Regions from separate parts of the Pan troglodytes genome. Here region 2 is linked to region 1. The links are chromatin contacts, called in public Hi-C maps. All regions are on one chromosome and are shown on one strand. Each heading gives the region's core, a stretch centred on a gene start, on an enhancer-like site or on the middle of the called end of the contact. The rest is flanking DNA. Distances are from core to core; before and after follow the strand shown. Region 1 holds the start of ARHGAP31 (Rho GTPase activating protein 31). Region 2 holds the start of TMEM39A (transmembrane protein 39A).

What was found. A called contact is a pair of places that touch in the nucleus more often than the background predicts.
Region 2: a contact with region 1 is called in a Hi-C map of stem cell-derived neural progenitor cells, with 4 times the contacts expected there. The contact joins the promoter of TMEM39A here to the promoter of ARHGAP31 in region 1. A contact is called at or near these places in 1 of 7 Hi-C or Micro-C datasets (stem cell-derived neural progenitor cells) and 1 of 1 datasets of contacts at active chromatin or transcription factors (stem cell-derived excitatory neurons).

Annotation. Positions count from the first base shown.
Region 1 is chr2:122,594,326-122,598,250 of NHGRI_mPanTro3-v2.0_pri, reverse strand. ARHGAP31 (Rho GTPase activating protein 31) reads right to left here and starts at 2,276. Exons shown (of 12, transcript XM_001162142.7): 1 at 1,078-2,276. The coding sequence starts at 1,177.
Region 2 is chr2:122,768,198-122,772,026 of NHGRI_mPanTro3-v2.0_pri, reverse strand. It overlaps TMEM39A (transmembrane protein 39A), which reads left to right and starts at 1,410. Exons shown (of 10, transcript NM_001246435.1): 1 at 1,410-1,484; 2 at 1,618-1,754; 3 at 2,983-3,125. The coding sequence starts at 3,013.

The sequences.
Region 1 (3,925 bases), core at 1,027-3,526:
GCAGAATTATTCCGCACGGTTACACAGCCCTTAGTTTTCCCCTTTGTTGTATCTATCTATGTATAAACACATGGCCCATATAGTAGGCTATTTTCCTCTCGCTGAAGCTTCTGAAGACAAGGCCTTTTTGTCAAGGGTAAGTGCAAAACCAGTCAACCTTACAAAAGGAGTCATTTAATGCTCAATTTTCCAACTTTCCTATGATTAAACACTTCTAAGCTCAAACGCTGTTATTGTAATCTAGATGGTGTTTTCTTTCCCCCTTCCCCAACAAATGTTTAAATTGTCTCCGCTGGATTCCCCCATCCCCAACTCCCCCCTACCCCCATCTGACCTTGAAAACAGAGAAGTTTTCCTTTTCTCTACTTACCCTAAACTATTTAAAAATCGAGGCCCTCTGACCTTTTTACAACACTCTTCTTGTCTGACACACCAAATGTTAATCTGAAAGCCAAGAGGAGGGAAAAGGTCTTGCAGGGCGGGGAGGGGGTTGTGGAAAGGGGGTGGAGGTACTATATATTTGGCATCAGCTCAGAAATTCAGAAATGTTTGTGCAACCACTCCCCCAGCCAGGATCCTCCCCCACCCCCCACCCGCAACTGCCTTCTAACACATTAATAAAAAAAGATGTGAGCAGACGAAATTGGAGAGCCCAGGAGGGACAGCTAAGGCGGTCATGATTTTGTACCCAGGGAAGACCACTGATCACCATCCCACATGTCCACCCCTCCTCCCTCCCTTCCAACGTGCCAAGTTTAGGATTGGGACCTCTGCAGCTTCCACCCCCATCCCCTGAGGTGGCCCGGTAAACTTGCGGCAGTACCACCCATTAACAGCTTGTGTGAGGCAAACGGAAGGACTGACACAGCAGCCTCTGCGCGTCGGGACAGCAGCGCTGTGCACCTTAAGAATCGTTTGTGTTCTTTAAAAAAAAAAAAGAAAAAAAAAGTGCAATGAGCGCACAGGCCTGGAATACATTAACTTGTGAACCGACTCTGACACAACTCGAGAGAGTCCGTCTCTCCCTCAAACAAAAAGAAGGTGGGGGGGCGGGGGAGAAAGGCCAAGGCACATTACCATCCTGTCCCGAGCTTTCCAGATACTCCGTCAGGTCACAGCCAAACGCGCTGGCGGCTCCCTTTCGTTTCAGCTTCTGCTTAGCACCCTTGTTCTTCATGAGTTAGTCCCAAAGAGGCTGCCCCTCCGTCTCTGCCGCCCCTCTGCTTGGCACCGCTGTAAGATGGGCTCCCGGGCTAGATCACCGGCTGCCCCGCGGCTCGGGGGGGCCGCATCGGAAGATGGAAGAACTTGGGCTGGGGGCCCTGCGCATGGACCCCGCGGGCCGCGGGCCGGCAGAGCCTGAGATCCACCCTGCGCCGCTCCGGGGCCGCCGTGCCGAGGCCGTGCAGACTGGCAGCCGCGGGCCGGCTCGCCTGGGAGTGTCACTTCCTCACTCGGAGTCCTAGGGACTTTCACAGGCTCCTGCGGTGTCTTCGGGTGTTTCTCCTCCGCTTAGGAGGGAGGGCAAGCTCTCCCCCCGCCTTCCTAAGTGCCCCGGAGAGGACGCGGACGCGGGGCGAGGAGACTGCCCAGGGGGCTGCGGTGGGTCCTGCGCCCTGGGCCCGCTGTCTCGCCTTCAGACGACTTTGGTAGAGCGAAAAACAAGCATCCTGTCCCTGCTGCCCGCCCTCACGCCTTCCTTTTTTTCCTGTCTTACAAATCCTAGGATCATCCAGCTCAGGAAATGCTGGAAGGAAGTTAGCTAGGGAGGGGGGCGGAGGGTGGAAATTTTTGGCAGCTCGGTGCTTGTGAGTGTGTGGAGCTAGAGGAAGTAGGTGGGTGGGTTGAGGAGCACGGGGTTGGGGTAGAGAACGCGTTCTCCCGAGAGCAGTTCTGCGACTCCAGAGATAACTGGGCAGCCCCGGAGGAAATCGCGCTCTCCTCGCAGGACCCGCAGCCGCAGCCGCCGCTTCCTGCCCCGCCGAGCCGGCTCTTTGAAGTGGCGGGAGGAGGTGCGCTGGCATTCTGCGGGGACCGTGCTGGTTGGGACTTTCAGAACCCTCTGCCCTGGTTTTATCCTCATTGTCATCGTATCTTTGACACTTTCTATTTCGGTGCCCGCCTGTCTGCTACGCAAATACTTAAAGAGTAATGACAGAGACAAACAGGGGACTCCAGCGGAGAAACCTGACAGGCAGTGGCTTCACGCCGGCCACTCCCATCCCAACCTCCTCTGCAGCGTTCGTGCACCCCCACCTCAGCTCACTCCCCTCCCACGCTGGGGTAAAGATACCCCTGGGCAAAGAGAGGCTGCAGCTTTGTAACCACTGCCCAGGAAATCAGATTTCTGGTTACATATTCAAGACACATACATACACACACACACACACACACACACACACACTACTGCAAAGTTTTCTAAATGGAAGTGATTTGGGGGGGACAAACCAGGATTTAAGATGCCTCTGACACATGAAATGTGAAGAAAGCAGTCTCCCAGGTTCTTTCATAATTTGTTTCAAGTTGTTTCAAGAGGGCATGTTTTTTTCTTCTCCAGTTAGATTTTAAATTCTTTAACTTCTGTGTACTCAACACACAGAAAGCACTCAAATTCTTGTGATTTAACCATTTGAGGATTAGATGAAACTTCCTGTATAAATTCAAATCCATATACAGGCTTGAAGGATAGGGGCATATGTCATACAGCTCAGATTGCTGGCAAAGCTGCATCCGTAGCATTTTAGGTACTGAATCCCTTTACAGTCACTGTCTCTCTATGTATCACCTTAACAGTCTATGAACTTTGACCCTTGACATTTTCTCTATGTCAGAGGTCACAACTTGATAGCCAGCCTGCCAGATCTGGCCCATAGATGTACTTGGCTGGCAGACACCATGCTTTAACACGTTTTAAAATTAGTAGCTAGCATTAAAAAGTTAAGAGATTTCACATAAGATCTGAATTTCTGGCTTCTCTTGAAAAAATGGAAGATCTAGTTACACCACAAGTGCATTCCCATATGGCAAGGACGGCTGATGCTGAGTTGTGGCAGGCCCCTTGGAGGCACCCTCTTTAGAGAGACGACTCTTGCAGTTTTGCAGACCCCACGGCCTGTCTTCCCCCTTTTGCACCTGCCTGGCCTCTGCTGCCACTTGAGTTTGCAGCCCAACCTCTATGAATTGTCTTTCCTGTTTTTCATTTTCCATCTCTCAGTGACACTGAGAAGCATTTGCCCCAGTCATCTTGGTGAAATGTCTTCAAGTAACCACAGACTCATTTGTCTCCTTCCTCTCCCACCTGCAAGGTAGTCCCGCCCAGACGATGAGCTCTTCACCATGCCTCTCAGCTTGGTTTATTCCTTTCCAGGCCCACTCAATGAGGACCATCCACTCCTCAATTATTAAAGTAACTCCTAGTGGGATTTGTTGAGTCCAATCTCCTCCACTTCCTCCATCCTATGTATTAAAAGCTTGAGGAGTCATCTTGAAGGATTGCTGTTGTTATATGCCTGCCTGCCTTGCTGAAAACCTTTCAATAGCTCCCCGAGTCCTACTTTTAGGGCAGCAATTTCTAAGCATTTTGTAAACTGCTTGGAGAGTATCTGATAAGGTATTTGGTACAATGGCTTGTTCCTCCCTTTATTTATAGAGAAGCAGCTCCATATGGGACTATAATGATCACTATTAGCATTTGCTTAGCAGTTTACTTCAGCAAGGACTTTTGCATTCATTCTTTCATCTGACTTACGTGGTGGATTTCATCATCTTGTCAGCAAAAGAGAGAGGCTGAAAGAGCCCCTTTTCTGAGTGCAAATAATGGAGAAATTGCCAAGCCCTGTTAATTACCTTTTTAAATATTTTAAAACTTCCTTTTAATGTTTCATTTTCAAGTAATTCCAGCTTATAAATAATTTACAGGCCAGGC
Region 2 (3,829 bases), core at 161-2,660, 170 kb before region 1:
TTGGAGACTTGTGTGTATTCCTAAGTGACAGCTCTGTGGTACATTAGGACATTAGGAATATTTGGGAATATTAGCAACTTTACTGGTTTCAATATCAGTCATTCTGGCTCTAAATTCTGGTTCTGGCTCTTATTAGCCAGGCTATTTTCTTTTTTTTCTATTATGATTATTATTATTTTTGAGACAGGGTCTCTCTCTGTTGCCCAGGCTGGAGTGCAGTGGCACAATCTCGGCTCACTGCAAACTTGACCTCCAGGGCTCAAGTGATCCTCCCACCTCAGCCTCCCAAGTAGCTGGGACTACAGGTGTGAGCCACCATGCCCGATTTATTTTTTTACTTTTTTCGTAGAGACAAGGTTCCACTATATTGCTCAGGGTGGTCTCAAACTCTTGGGCTCAAGCGATCCTCCTGCCTTGGCCTCCCAGTGTTGGAATTACAGTCATGAGCCACCCTGCCTGGCCAGGCAGGCTATTTTCAACAAGCTACTTAACTTCTCTTAACTTCAGTTTCTTCTGTAAAATAATAACCATAGTAGAAGCTATCAAAATGTGAGATTTAAATGAAATGTGTAAAGCTACTAATCCAGTGCCTGACACAACAAAATTCTTAATAAAGGTTAATCATTCAATCAATACAAACAACTTTCTATTAAGGAGATTAAAATCTCTGGAGTGAAAGATTACACAAATGCTCCTCTTGACACTCTTACTCTTCTTCTAATACCAAACTATTGTCAATTCCTGAACTCAAGATGACGTTGCTCACAGATCTTTACCTTTTTATCTGCCACTTCTCCAGGAGGACTGCCATTCTCCCACAAAGCCCCTATGCCTTTGTGGAGTCTTGGCTGAAACCCCAAGCTCTCTGCAAAGCTTTTCTTGATATTGACATCACCACCATCCCACAGAATTCATTAGTGTTACATGCTATCTCTGGACCTTGGACATACTTTTAATATTGTAACAAATGGTAATTACTGTATTTTCTTAGTGTCGCCTCTCTTCCACTAGACTCTGAGCTTTTGTGGTATTCGCTTTGTAACCACAGCATCTGTCTAGTTCTTAGCAAACAATAAGCGCAGGGTTGGATGCTGACGCATGACTTCATGACTTGGGCTCCCTCACTTAGCAGTAACGTGACCCTAGGTGACACCTCCTAATCTACACTCATCTGTAAAATGGCGGTGATAACTTGTACATGGTTATTACATGGAGTCCAAGAGACAGCAAGAAGGATCAGTAGCATGGTGCCCGCACCTCGTAGCCGCTAGCTGACTGAGGCCGAAAGAGGAAATGCTTTGGCCAACACTGGCCGGAAGGGGCGGGACCGCGAGTTAAGAGGAGAAGGCGCGCCCCACTGCGCAGGTGCAAATGGTAGGGTTTGTCGTGCCGGCTGGTTCCGGGGGCGCACTCGCGGCTGGGGCAGACCGCGGTCGCGTAGCTGACGTCATCGCCGTGCGCTGCCACGTCTGCTCAGCTCCGCGGTAATGGAGGCTAGGGATGGGTGCTGAAGTATCAGGCTCTGGCTCTAGCTTTAGCTCTGGCACTGGAACTGCCTCGGAGTCTGGGTCTGAGTCTGGCAGCCCGAAGCCTGGACACCTTTTCTTGATTCTCTAGGCGGGGGCTGCCTGCGTCCAAGCAGCTGGTTTGCAGCGTTCCAACGCTGGGAGGGAGTTCCCTTACCTGGGGTCCAGTCTGTAAAGTTGTCGCCGCTTTCTAGGGATCCCGCCCCACCGGCTGGGACTCTTCCATGCGTGAGTATTACTGAGCTGCCCCAAGGTCCGGCTGTCCTGGACCTGCCTCGGCCCTCTTGGGTGTGCGGCGGAGACTGCTTTGTCTACCTTTCTGCCGACTTCTCTTAGGGACCAGTCTGTTGAAGTTTGTGGTCTCCTGCAGTCCACCACACCGCATACTCTCACCTCTTCCGTCCCGGTTTTTTCCCTGCACTTTTCTTTCCCTTTGCTTGTTAATGGAGCAAGGACCAGCAGCCCCTGCATCCAGCGGTTTGAATGCTTTGTTTGACTTGGGGTTAGTTTACAGCCGAAGGCTGTTAGGAATAGGGAGCATTTGAAAACACGGGTTTTTTCCAGTGTCATCCTTGGGTTTTAGTTGTATTGTTTAGGAAACATTGGTATCCATGTTGACAGAATCATGATTTTTGCCGTAGAATGATGAAAAGAGCTTTTTTTTTTTTTTTCCAGTGAGGATCTTTATCTTTTACTTGCTTCTTAATCTTGCAGTTTCAGTAATTTCTATATGATTTTACACCAGCTTTTCTGGAGCGGGCATCCCCTTGAAGAGTTTCTTTCAATATTTTAACCCTAACATATAGAGATACCACTCGAACAGTTTTACTTTTAAACTGTTAAAAGAACTACTGGTACCCTTTCATTCCACTTCCTCAGTCCTGACAACCTCTGCAGAACAGGGGACACTCCCCCCCCGCCCCCCCCTTGAAGAAACACACTCAGAAGAACACACTCAGAAGTTAACTTATCCGGATAAGGTCAGATAATATGTGACCATCTGAGCTCACAAGCCATATCCCTTGATAACAAAACCTAACGTTTTATAAAGTGCCAATTCTTCTATATTTCAAGTAGTTTAAGTGTGAAACATTTAGCTGGAAATGTATAAGGTGTGATGTTTCTTGTAAACTTCTATTTGATTATAATATCTTACAGATGATACAAATCAGTTGGCAAAAGACACAAATCATCACTTGCCTAAAGCTGAACAGAGCTTAGATCAGAACTTAGGCTTTTGACCCATTAGAGTCTGAGTAGTCCTTTAATTCGAATAACGTAAGTAGTAGACACTGGGAACATTCGTTTGAAAATCTTATTTTGTAAGGCCTGCTTACTCAGTGTTTCTCGTTGTTTTGTTGCCTACTTTAAAAATCGTCTACTGATATTTAAATGTTTTTGTTGTCGTTCAGAGTTGAAACTGGTTGACAACCATTAACCTGGGTTGCAACTACAGGTGGCACTGGAAGCAGACTGGTTCCTGGACATGCCCGGTGGAAGGAGGGGCCCTAGTCGGCAACAGCTAAGCCGTTCAGCTTTACCTTCTTTGCAGACTTTGGTTGGTGGAGGCTGTGGCAATGGAACAGGCTTGAGAAACAGGTAAAGAAAAAATAAGGCTATATATAATTTTAATGTCCTTTGATCAGTAAGACTAACATAAAAGTCATCATGTCATTCAGATATTTGCTTATTGAGATTTATTCTTGACACTGAGGTAGAAATCCTGCCCTTCAAGACAAAATTCAGAATTCCAAAATACTTTGGAGGTAAAAAGATGTGAAATGGGGCCCACAAAGTGAAAGCAGTCCCATTCTTTATTTTGTGATCATCTAAATTCTTGTTATCCCCTTTTTATCTATTAGAAGAAGGGAGAAGTGAATGAAAATACAAGGTAAGTGTGATGGTTTATCTACTTATAAGCATTCTTTTTTTAGAGGGCAAATTATAAGTCAAATTCCATCAAGGATTTTAAATTGTCAAAAAATTGTTTGGTCTTAATAAATGTTAGCTGTTTTTTAGCTGGGGTAGCCCATGCCATCAGGAGGTTTGATAATGTAGCAGTTCAAAGAGATACTTTTACCTAATCAAGTATTTGCTCAAGATATTTTCTGCCAGCTAATTTCTCCTTCCTCCCTGAAAAAAGTTTTTCTCTTGTCTTGATTTTAATTTTCAGAGCTAGCAATCAGTACTACTGTATTTTCAGGCCTGTCTAATGGTATTTATGCACTTTTGTTTTCTAGGCCTGACCTTTGTCCTTTTTTTTCCTGACTTTCCAATCCCTCTTCCACCCAATCTTTAAAATT